Regions from separate parts of the Sus scrofa genome. Here region 2 is linked to region 1. The links are chromatin contacts, called in public Hi-C maps. All regions are on one chromosome and are shown on one strand. Each heading gives the region's core, a stretch centred on a gene start, on an enhancer-like site or on the middle of the called end of the contact. The rest is flanking DNA. Distances are from core to core; before and after follow the strand shown.

The links. A called contact is a pair of places that touch in the nucleus more often than the background predicts.
Region 2: a contact with region 1 is called in a Hi-C map of retroperitoneal adipose tissue, with 1.8 times the contacts expected there. The contact joins two enhancer-like sites. A contact is called at or near these places in 10 of 47 Hi-C or Micro-C datasets (alveolar macrophages, embryonic fibroblasts, epiblast stem cells and 6 more) and 1 of 2 datasets of contacts at active chromatin or transcription factors (skeletal muscle).

What each region holds. Positions count from the first base shown.
Region 1 is chr7:117,318,007-117,323,299 of Sscrofa11.1, forward strand. No RefSeq gene overlaps it. Among named protein-coding and RNA genes, the nearest start is that of C7H14orf132, 78 kb to the left of the region's middle. Within about 2 kb of position 1,970, at least 1 of the 83 cell types and tissues checked has an H3K27ac peak or open chromatin away from gene starts, as enhancers often do. A contact at or near this core is called in retroperitoneal adipose tissue, where this site is marked.
Region 2 is chr7:117,454,149-117,459,441 of Sscrofa11.1, forward strand. The region is part of intron 1 of BDKRB2 (B2 bradykinin receptor); the gene reads left to right. Among named protein-coding and RNA genes, the nearest start is that of BDKRB2, 18 kb to the left of the region's middle. Within about 2 kb of position 3,338, at least 8 of the 83 cell types and tissues checked have an H3K27ac peak or open chromatin away from gene starts, as enhancers often do. A contact at or near this core is called in retroperitoneal adipose tissue, where this site is marked.

The sequences.
Region 1 (5,293 bases), core at 720-3,219:
GCTGGTGCAAAATTAGAATTTGCTTTTCTATTTGCTGAATGAACAAAGCCGCACCTGCAGCATAGGGAGGCTCCCAGGCCAGGGGTCCATTCAGAGCTGCTGGCCTACATCACAGTTCATAGCAATGCCAGATCCTTAACCCACTGAGGGAGGCCAGGGATCGAACCTTTGTCCTCATGGTTACTAGTCAGATTCATTTCCACTGAGGCACGATGGGAACTCCCTGGTCTGCTCTTGATAAGAGATCATAAAAGACTTCTTTTTCTTCACCTTAAATAATTTGCCTGAAAAACAAGGATTTTGTGTTTATCAAAACAGTTTCCTATATTCAGAACACTAATTCTTTTCTATTAAAAAAACTGTCTTTTTGACAACTATTTGCCGTTAATATCTTCGGTTGTCACTTTGATTAAATGGATAACTAAGCAACTTTTTCACAGTGACCCATGATCTTATTTGACCAACCGTTTTGAAACTTCTTTTATATTTTTGACAAACTTCTGAAAATAAATGAAGTCTAGCTTTAAAAATTTCCAGAGGGTCCCTGAAACATTTCTGAAAAAAATTGTTCTCTCTCTTGGAGTTTCCATTGTGGCTCAGTGGGTTAAGAAACTGACGCAGTGCCCCTGAAGATGTGGGTTTGATCCCTGGCCTCTTTCAGTGCCTTAAGCATCCGGCGTTGCCTCAAGCTGTGACATAGGTTGCAGTTGTGGCTTGGATCTGGTCACAGCTCTGTCCGTAGCATAGGTTGGCAGCTGCAGTTCTGATTTGACCCCTAGCGTGGGAATTTCCATATGCCACACTTGTGGCCCTAAAAAGAAAACAAAATGTTCTCTCTCCTTATAAAAAGGGAAATGTGGGAGTTCCCGTCGTGGCTCAGTGGGTAACGAATCCGACTAGGAACCATGAGGTTGCAGGTTCGGTCCCTGGCCTCGCTCAGTGGGTTAAGGATCTGGTGTTGCCGTGAGCTTGGTATAGGTTGCAGATGCGGCTTGGAGCCTGCGTTGCTGTGGCTGTGGTGTAGGCCGGTGGCTACAGCTCCGATTGGACCCCTAGCCTGGGAACCTCCATATGCCAAAGGAGCAGCCCTAGAAAAGGCAAAAAGACCAAAAAAAAAAAAAAAAAAGGGGGGGGGGAGAATGTTAAACTAATTAGACTTACATGAGGAGCATTGTCAACTAAGAATTAATACTTAGCCTTCTTTTATGTTAGGGATATGTTCTAAGTGTTCCGGAAATTGTGCGGAATTCCTGGAAATCTGATATGTCCTGGTATAAAGTTATCAGTTATCACAAACTGCCCATGTGATCTACAGACCCTTAATCACTTCCACTTATTATCATAAAGTGTTTTATTTTAATGTAGTAACCAGATTTCCTTCTAAATTCCATTTAGATATTTAATAATGGACATTTTAAAGCATGTTGTGATTTACGGAGAGTCATTATTTTACTCTGGCCCTTTTACAAAAGCATTCCCCCCAAAGTGCTTTATTTTCAAGGAGAATTCATGGAAAATAACTTTGACAAGTACAGCTTACTGACAAGCTCATAAAACTGATTTTTGATATATACCTATAAACTGGGCTGGATCCTGAATTCCAGTTTTCTCAAATATCTGGCTATGAATTTCTAAACTAACATTTTTATTATTTTTTTTTATTTTTTATTTTTTGGCTTTTTATCTTTTTAGAGCCGAACCCATGGCATGTGGAGGTTCCCAGGCCAGGGGTTGAAATGGAGCTGTAGCTGCCAGCCTACACCTCAGCCACAGCAACACTGGATCCAAGCTGCATCTGCGACCTACACCACAGCTCACGGCAACGCCGGATCCTTAACCCACTGAGCGAGGCCAGGGATTGAACCCGCAACCTCATCCTTCCTAGTCAGACTCGTTTCTGCTGTGCCATGCGGGAACTCCATAAACTAACATTTTTAGTCACTAGGAACAAAGACTGCCCTTGAGTCTCCTTGGAAGGGACAATACTAGGTTCTCCGCACTAGCAGATGACAGCCAGACTCCAGGGTCTTGAAAGTCAGGTACACATCTCACAGCCAAAAAAGGCTCTAGCTGACATTTGGTCCTGTCCAAATGCTGGAGACCTCCCCATCAAATTATCTAGGAAGGGAAGCAGCTGACATCAAATTGACAGCTGCTACCCAAGACACTGGAGCAAGACTTCATACTTAACCTAAACATAAAACCATTCCTCCTTCTTTTCTTTCCTTTACTCTGGCTTTGGCCTGAAGATTGCTGGATTTGTCACCAAAAACTCCAGTCTCCTCAAGATCCTTAAAAACAACAACAACGATGACAACAAAAAACCCTGATCTGTTTCCCTGTCTCTGGAGAACTTGAGGAACTTAGCATCCAGGCTGCATGCAGAGAAAAGGACACAAGGCCAGAACAACCAGAGTAAAACTACCCGTGTGATCTACAGACCCTTAAACATTTACTGGCCTCTGTGGCTGTTGTATTTACAGTCCTGAGCCATAGAGTCATGTGGAAATTACCAGAAGGCATTCATGATTCGAAATTAGTTCCTGGAGTTCCCATCATGAAGCAGCGGAAACACATCCGACTAGGAACCATGAGGTTGTGTGTTTGATCCCTGGCCTCACTCAGCTCAGCGTTGCTGTGAGCTGTGGTATAGGTCGCAGACATGGCTCAGATCTGGCGTTGCTGGGGCTGTGGTGTAGACTGGCAGCTGTTGCTCTGATTAGACCCCTAGTCTGGGAACCTCCATGTGCCATGGGTGCAACCCTAAAAAGACAAAAAAAAAGAAGACCAAAAAAAACCCCAAATTAGTTCCCTTTATCAGATCCATCCTTCCTTGGTTAGTAAACATAATGAGAATAGTATCAGAAATCTCTCCTTGACTCCTGAAAATATTGGCGAATCCATTGCTAAGACAAGGGCTGCCCCTTAAAAATACTCTTGGCCAAAGTTGTTCTTCTTTTTTTTTTTTTTTTTTTTTGTCTTTTTGCCATTTCTTGGGCTTCTCCCTCGGCATATGGAGGTTCCCAGGCTAGCGGTCGAATCGGAGCTGTAGCCACAGGCCTACGCCAGAGCCACAGCAACGCAGGATCCGAGCCGCGTCTGCAACCTACACTGCAGATCACGGCAACACTGCATCATTAACTCACTGAGCAGGGGCAGGAAGCGAACCCGCAACCTCATGGTTCCTAGTCGGATTCGTTACCACTGCACCACGACGGGAACTCCCAAAGTTGTTCTTGATACTAGGATAGCTTGATGACCTTTCAGTTGAGCAAGGAGGTGTCTGTGGTGTGACCAACACGACTTGTTGCACTTGGATTAATTCTTCTGAGGAGGTTGAAACTCAGTGACATAAGAGCATTGAGCAAGACTCTTGGCTTTAAAAAGTGATTCCTTCATCAGGGTCTTTTTTTGACTTATGGGATTCTGAATGGTTTAAGTCTTAGGGACCATGGTTTTGAAATACACTCTGGACATTGGAAATGATCTTGCTTTTAATAATCATAATAATCTCCCTGGTGTGTTGCATCCTCGCAACAGCTTAAAATGCAAGTTCATAGACGCTAACCATCAAGCAAATGATCTTCCTAAAACTAGAATATCAATATCAAAAAAAAGCAAGATGAAGAGAATGACCAACTTAAAGATTTCGACACTGAACCCTCCTACACTGTTGGTAGAAATGCCAGTGCAGCTACTAGGGAGAAGAGTTTGGAGGGTCCTCAAAAAAGTAAAAATAGAGTTACTATATGATTCAGCAATCCTGCTCCGGGGCATATATCTGGACAAAAATATAATTCAAAAAGATGCATGCACCCCAGTGTTCTTGGCAGCACTATTTACAATAGCCAAGACATGGAAACAACCTAAATATCCATCTACAGATGAATGGATAAACATGATGTGGTATATCTACATGATGGAAATATTACTCAGCCATAAAAAGAATGAAATAATGCCATTAGCAGCAACATGGATGGACCTAGGGTTGATCATACTCAGTGAAGTAAGAAAGAGAAAGACAAATACCATGTGATACTATTTATATGCTGAATCTAAAATATAACACAAATGAAAGTATCTATTAAAAAGAAATACGGAGTTCCCATCGTGGCGCAGTTGTTAACGAATCCGACTAAGAACCATGCGGTTGCAGGTTCGATCCCAGCCCCTGCTCAGTGGGTTAACCATCCGGCGTTGCCGTGAGCTGTGGTGTAGGTTGCAGACATGGCTTGGATCCCGCGTTGCTGTGGCTCTGGCGTAGGCCGGTGGCTGCAGCTCCGATTCAACCCCTAGCCTGGGAACCTCCATATGCCGCTGGAGCAGCCCAAGAAATGGCAAACAAACAAACAAACAAACAAACAAAAAAAGAAATAGACTACTCAGAGAGAACAGACTTGTGGTAGCCAAGGTAGAGGTGGGGGTTGGGGGAGGGAGGGATTGGGGTGCTGGACCTGTCCCCTTCTGGTTGGTCAGGGCAGGGCGCACACTCTTCTCCGTTGGCTAATTTGAAACAAATTGTTACTGGGAGAAGAGGGACGGGGGTGGGGGCTCAGAGGAAGGTGTTTCCGCCGAAACCAGAGCAAAATGGAGTCACCAAGATTTCCTTTGATCAAAAAGGCATTATGTTACTTTCCACATCAGCCTTCTTGTTCCAGCCAGGGTGAAGTCTCAGCATCTTCCACCTGGGTTGGTGGGGGCCTTAGTTCCTGCAGAAAAACTCAAGGACATGGATCACATGGTTACGTCTATCCCTTGAGGAGAAACTAGGACTCTGCTGAATTGTGTCTTTACTGTTTTTCCTTTGTTTCTGCATCCACTCATGTCTCTCATTAGTAGCTGCTTGAATCTGCTCCTTGGAACTCAGAGAAGGCCTAGGGGATTAAAGCCTTTTTCTATAAACAGGAAACAGAGGACCTGGAGGAGCTTTTGCAGTCAGGAGGGCCCCTAGGGTCTGGCTTGGCTTCAGTGGGAAAAGCGGTCCAAAGTCACAGGGCCTCCGGAGGCCTGAGGCTAAACACTTTATAGCTCCTGAGGCCTGGGCGCTGACTGTGGGATTCCTCCGGGGATTTGCTGACAAACCTTTTTTTTTTTTTTTTTTTTTTTTTTTTTTTTTTTTTTTTTTTGTCTTTTTGCCATTTCTTGGGCCGCTCCTGCGGCATATGGAGGTTCCCGGGCTAGAGGTCGAATCGGAGCTGTAGCTGCCAGCCTACGCCAGAGCCACAGCAACGCAGGATCCGAGCCGCATCTGTGACCTACACCACAGCTCACGGCAACGCCGGAACCTTGACCC
Region 2 (5,293 bases), core at 2,088-4,587, 140 kb after region 1:
GATTCCACATATAAGTGATATCATATGGTATTTGTCTTTGTCTACTGACTTACTTCACATAGTATGAGAGTCTCTGGGTCCGTCCATGTTGCTGCAAATGGCACTCTTTCATTCTTTTTCATGGCTGAGTAGTATTCCATTGTATATATGTACCATGTCTTCTTTTTCCCTTCATCTGTCAGTGGACACTTGGGTAGTTTCCATGTCTTGGCTGTTGTGAATAGTGCTGCTGTCAACATAGGGGTGCCTGTATTGTTTTGAATTTTAGTTTTTTCCAGATAGATGCCTAGGAGTAGGATTCCTGGATCCTGTGGCAACTCTATTTTTAGTTTTTTGAGGAACCTCCATAATGTTCTCCATAGTGGCTGTGCCAACTTACAGTCCCACCGACACTGTAGGAGGGGCCCCTTCTCTGCACCCCCTCTCCGGCATTTGGTATTTGTAGATATGTTACTGATGGCCATTCTGACTGGTGTGAGGTGGTACCTCGTTGCTGTTTAGATTTGCACTTCTCTAATAACTAGCGTTGTTGAGCATCTTTTCATGTACCTGTTGGCTATCTGTATGTCTTCTTTGGAGAAATGTGTGCCTAGGTCTTCTGACCATATTTTGATTGGAGTGTTTGTTTTTTGTTATTGAGTCATATGAGTCGTTTGTGTATTTGGGAAATGAAGCCCTTGTTGGTCCCATCATTTGCAAATATTTTCTCCCAGAGGGACCTCTTTGTAATCACGCAAAGGCAGCTGCTCTTAAGGTTTAGGTGTGTGTCCCGCCACACCTTTGCGTGGGCTGGGAGTATAAGGTTTGGGGTTTTTTTTTCTTTTGTCTTTGAGGGCCGCACCCACGGCATATGGAGGTTCCCAGGCTAGGGGTCGAATCGGAGCTGTAGCCACCAGCCTACACCACGGCCACAGCAACGCGGGATCTGAGCCGTGTCTGTGACCTACACCACAGCTCACGGCAATGCCAGATCCTTAACCCACTGAGCGAGGCCAGGGATCGAACCCGCAATCTCGTGGTTCCTAGTCGGATTCGTTTCAATCTCATGGTTCCCAGTCGGATTCGTCAACCACTGCGCCACGACGGGAACTCCAAGGTTTGGGTATTGAACATGTTCACAGTCAGATATTAGCACGCAGCCCTGCCTTCTACGTGGAATGGGGGTAGCTGGGGGATGATTAAAAAAAACAAACAGGCCTAGGTATCTATCAGATTCCAGGACTTGGGTTCAAGGTTGAGCTCTGCCACCAAAGGGCTGTGTGTCCTGGGAGAAGGCCCACCATCTCTGGGTGTCCGTGTCCACCTTTTTGTAACTTTACTTTGAGAGAGGACATGGCATATTTTATCCGACATGGATTTCTATTTGCTGCCCTTTCTACACTGAGGCTGATTAGTAGGGAGCAGGCACCGAACAGACTAACTTACCTCTAGATCTGTATCTGCCTATCTCTGTGAGCATCTAGAACTAATTGGGGTATCAATGAGTTATATAAATATAACTGTTTCCAAGTGGGCTAGAAGGACGAAATCCATGTTTCAATTAAGACGACCCCTGGGCCAGAGAACATACTTGTGGGTGCCAAGGGGGAGGGGGTTGAGGGAGGGATGGGGTGGGAGATTGGGGTTAGCAGATGCCAACTGTTGCATATTTAAGATGGATAATCCGTAAGTCCTATTGTATAGCCCAGAGAACTATATTCAATGTCTCATGATAAATAATGAAAAAGAATATTTTTAAAAGAGTGTGTGTGTGTATATATATATATATATATATGCATATATATGATTCATTTCGCTGTATAGGAGAAATTAACACAGCATTATATAGCAACTATACTTCAGTTTTTAAAATGTTAATACTCAGAGTTCCCGTTGTGGCTCAGCAGGTTAAGAACCTGACTAGTATCCATGAGGATGTGGGTTCCATCCCTGGCCCCGCTCAGCAGGTGAAGGATCCGGCATTGCTGTGGCTGTGGTGTAGGCTGGCAGCTGCAGCTCTGATTCAGCCCCTGCCTGGGAACCTCCATATGCACAGGTGAGGCCTTAAAAAAAAAAAAGAACCCCAAAAAAAATTTAAACATAAAATTAAAACATTAATATTCAAAAATAAAACAAAAGACATCCCCTCAGCCTGTGAGTGTGTCCAGGCCTCTGGTCACTTCTGCCTGGACAGACCCCTAAAAGGACTACAGCAGGAGACAGGCCAGGCCACGGCTCTGCAGGCCAGCATTTACTCGTTATATGGCTTTAGGCATTTTCTCCCCTCTCCTGGTTTCAGTTTCCCCCTCTGTCATGAGGAGCTGGGGGTCAGTTGAACATTTTCTTGTTTTTGTACATACAATGCCGTGTTAGTTTCAGGTGTATGGCACAGTAATTCAGTTACACGTGTACAAATGTGTGCATTCTTTTTCCGATTCTTTTCCCTTATAGGTTATTACAAAATGTTGACTATTATACAGCAGGTCCTTGTTGGTTATCTACTCTATGTAACAGTGGTGTGTATGGAATGTTTTCTTAAGCAGAAGTCCAATCAAACTGTTTGCAGAAACCCGATATAGAGCAGAAAGGAAGGAAACCCTGCCGTGTCTAGAACATCGAAAGTGTGTCAAGGGAGGTTCAACCGTAACGAACCCAACTAGTATCCACGAGGATGTGGGTTCAATCCCTGGCCTTGCTCAGTGGGTTAAGGATCCAGGGTTTCCGTGACTGTGGTGTAGGTCACAGACACGGCTCAGATTTGGGGTTTCTGTGGCTGTGGTGTAGGCCAGCAGGTGTAGCTCTGATTTGACCCCTAGCTACAAAGTGGGTGCTATTAGTTCCCCATTTGACAGATGAAGAAACTGAGGTCCTGAGGGGGTCGCCAGCCTGTCCAGGGTCATACAGCTGGTAAGTGTTAGAGCTGGAATTCTGACCTGGTTGGACCTCAGTCATGAAGCCCCAGGTCCCCTGTCTTTCCAACTCCTTGGCGACATCTCCGGGCACCCAACCCATGCTCTTACACACACACACCACACCCCACCCACCCATGCTCACACACACACACACACACACCACCCAACCCATGCTCTTACACACAACGCGCTGCGCACCACACACACACACACACACAGTGGCTTGCCCCTCTAAGCTCCACTAAACAAACCACAAGCTACTGGCAAGATTGAGACACTGAGGTTTCCTGTCCCCCAAACCTGCATCCTCAAAAGGCTTCAGTGACCAAGGCCCTCGGGCTGCCAATTCCAGCCCCGTGCTGATGCCCCAGCCACCCCATAGGGCCAGCTGAGCCCTGGTCTAAACTGCCAGCTTGCAGCCGCCTGCACAGAACTTCTTCCCTTGAAGGATGAAGTCACTGCGCCCCCTCCTGGCCAGAGACAGCCAGACCTGCAAGCCCACTGAATCCCTCCCCTAGTCCACAGGGATGCCTCGTAGCAGAATTCTGAGGGAGGGGAAGCCCTCTGATGCAAGAGAAGTGCCTTGGGGTTTGGACTCAGGCAGACCTGGGTTTGAATCCTGGCCCTGCCTCTAGCTAGCTGTGTGAGCTTGAACCATCTCAGGCTACCTTGTCAAGCCTCTGCCCTCTTGTCTGGTATATGGGAATGATGATATGTCAACCACACAGTGCGGTCTTGAGGACGTGGCAGCCAGGACGCCCAGTAAGCTCTTCTGTTTTCCTTTGCCTCTACCCTGCAGATGTGTCTGCTGGGGACAAAAAGAGAAGTAAGGATCACCTTGCTGTCTACCAGTCAGTCAACAATCGTTTATTGAGCACCTAATAGATGTCAGGCACGCCACAGAGAAAGCAAGAAGCCATGCAAGCATCTCTAAGAGACCTGCTCTAAATATATATTACAGAGAAGGGGGAGGGGGAAAGGAGGGAGGGACCCCCACTGCTCGAGTGCATTCAACAGAGGAAAGGAGGAGTTGCTGTTGTGGCGCAGTGGTTAACGAATCTGACTAAGAACCATGAAGTTGCAGGTTCGATCCCTGGCTTGCTCAGTGGGTTAAGGATCTGGCGTTGCCATGAGCTGTGGTGTAGGTCGCAGACATGGCTCAGATCCCACATTGCTGTGGCTCTGGTGTAGCCAGGGGCTACAGCTCCGATTCGACCCTTGGCCTGGGAACCTCCATATGCCGCAGGAGCGGCCCAAAGAAATAGCAAAAAGACAAAAAAAAAAAAAAAAAAAAAAAAAAAAAAAAAAAAACAGAGGAAAGGAGCCCGTAGGAAATCCGTGTTAACAGATTTATTGCAAGGGATTGGCTAGGGCTGGCTGGGCAAGTCCAGAAGCCATATAAGGCCAGGAGAGGCAAGCCAGAACACGGGCGTGGATTGAAGCTGTTCTTCCCAAGTGGAATTTCTGCTGCTGCTGCTGGGAAACCCCAGTTCAGCTCTTAAGGTGCACCCGGATAACGGCAGATAATTTCCCTTACGTAAAGTCTTAAAGTCCCTGATTAGGGACGTCAGTGGCATCAACCACGTGCCTTTACAGCAACGCCCAGATCAGTATTAGACTGAAAAAGCGGGGGCTGGACCTGGACAGGCTGACACATAAAATCAACCATCACAGGGCATCTGGGAGGCTCCGTGGAAGGGCTGGTGCCTGAGCTGGTCTCAACTGCAGCAGGCAGAAGAGGGGACGGGCATTCAGAGGGGGCAGCCCCAGCCAAGGCAGAGGTGGTGGGAACGCGAGAAATATTCCTCGGGAGTGGATGGGGCTCACTGTAGCTGGGGACCTCGTGAGATACATTACATAGAAAGGGATCGAGTCAAGGAACGGCTTGATAAATGACAATAAACAAATACCATGCCTTCTTTAAAGGCATTCTTATGACAGCCATGGAACCACAGAGAAAAAAATCCCTTGATATGATATTCTGTGTGAAACCACAGGCGATGAACGGCTGGTTGAACGTGAATATGAAGGGAGCTGTGGGGGGATAAAACTCTGGGAGAGTCTAGTATTTTTCAAGGCTCTTTACTTGCCTATATGATCTTTTAAAAACAAAAGGGAGTTGTTGCTTTTTTTTAAGGGGAAAGAGTGGTACGAGGATTTCAGATGAAGGTGCTCCTTCGTAAAACTACAGAATCCGGAGTTCCCGCTGTGGTTCAGGGGTGAAGAACCTGACTAGTATCCATGAGGAAAGCAGGTTTGATCCCTGGCCTCGCTCAGTGATTAAGAATCCACTGTTGCTGTGGCTGTGGTGTAAGGTCACAGATGTAGCTCTGATTCGACCCCTAGCCTGGGAACTTCCATATGACTTGGGTGTGGCCCTCAAAAGACACACACACACACAC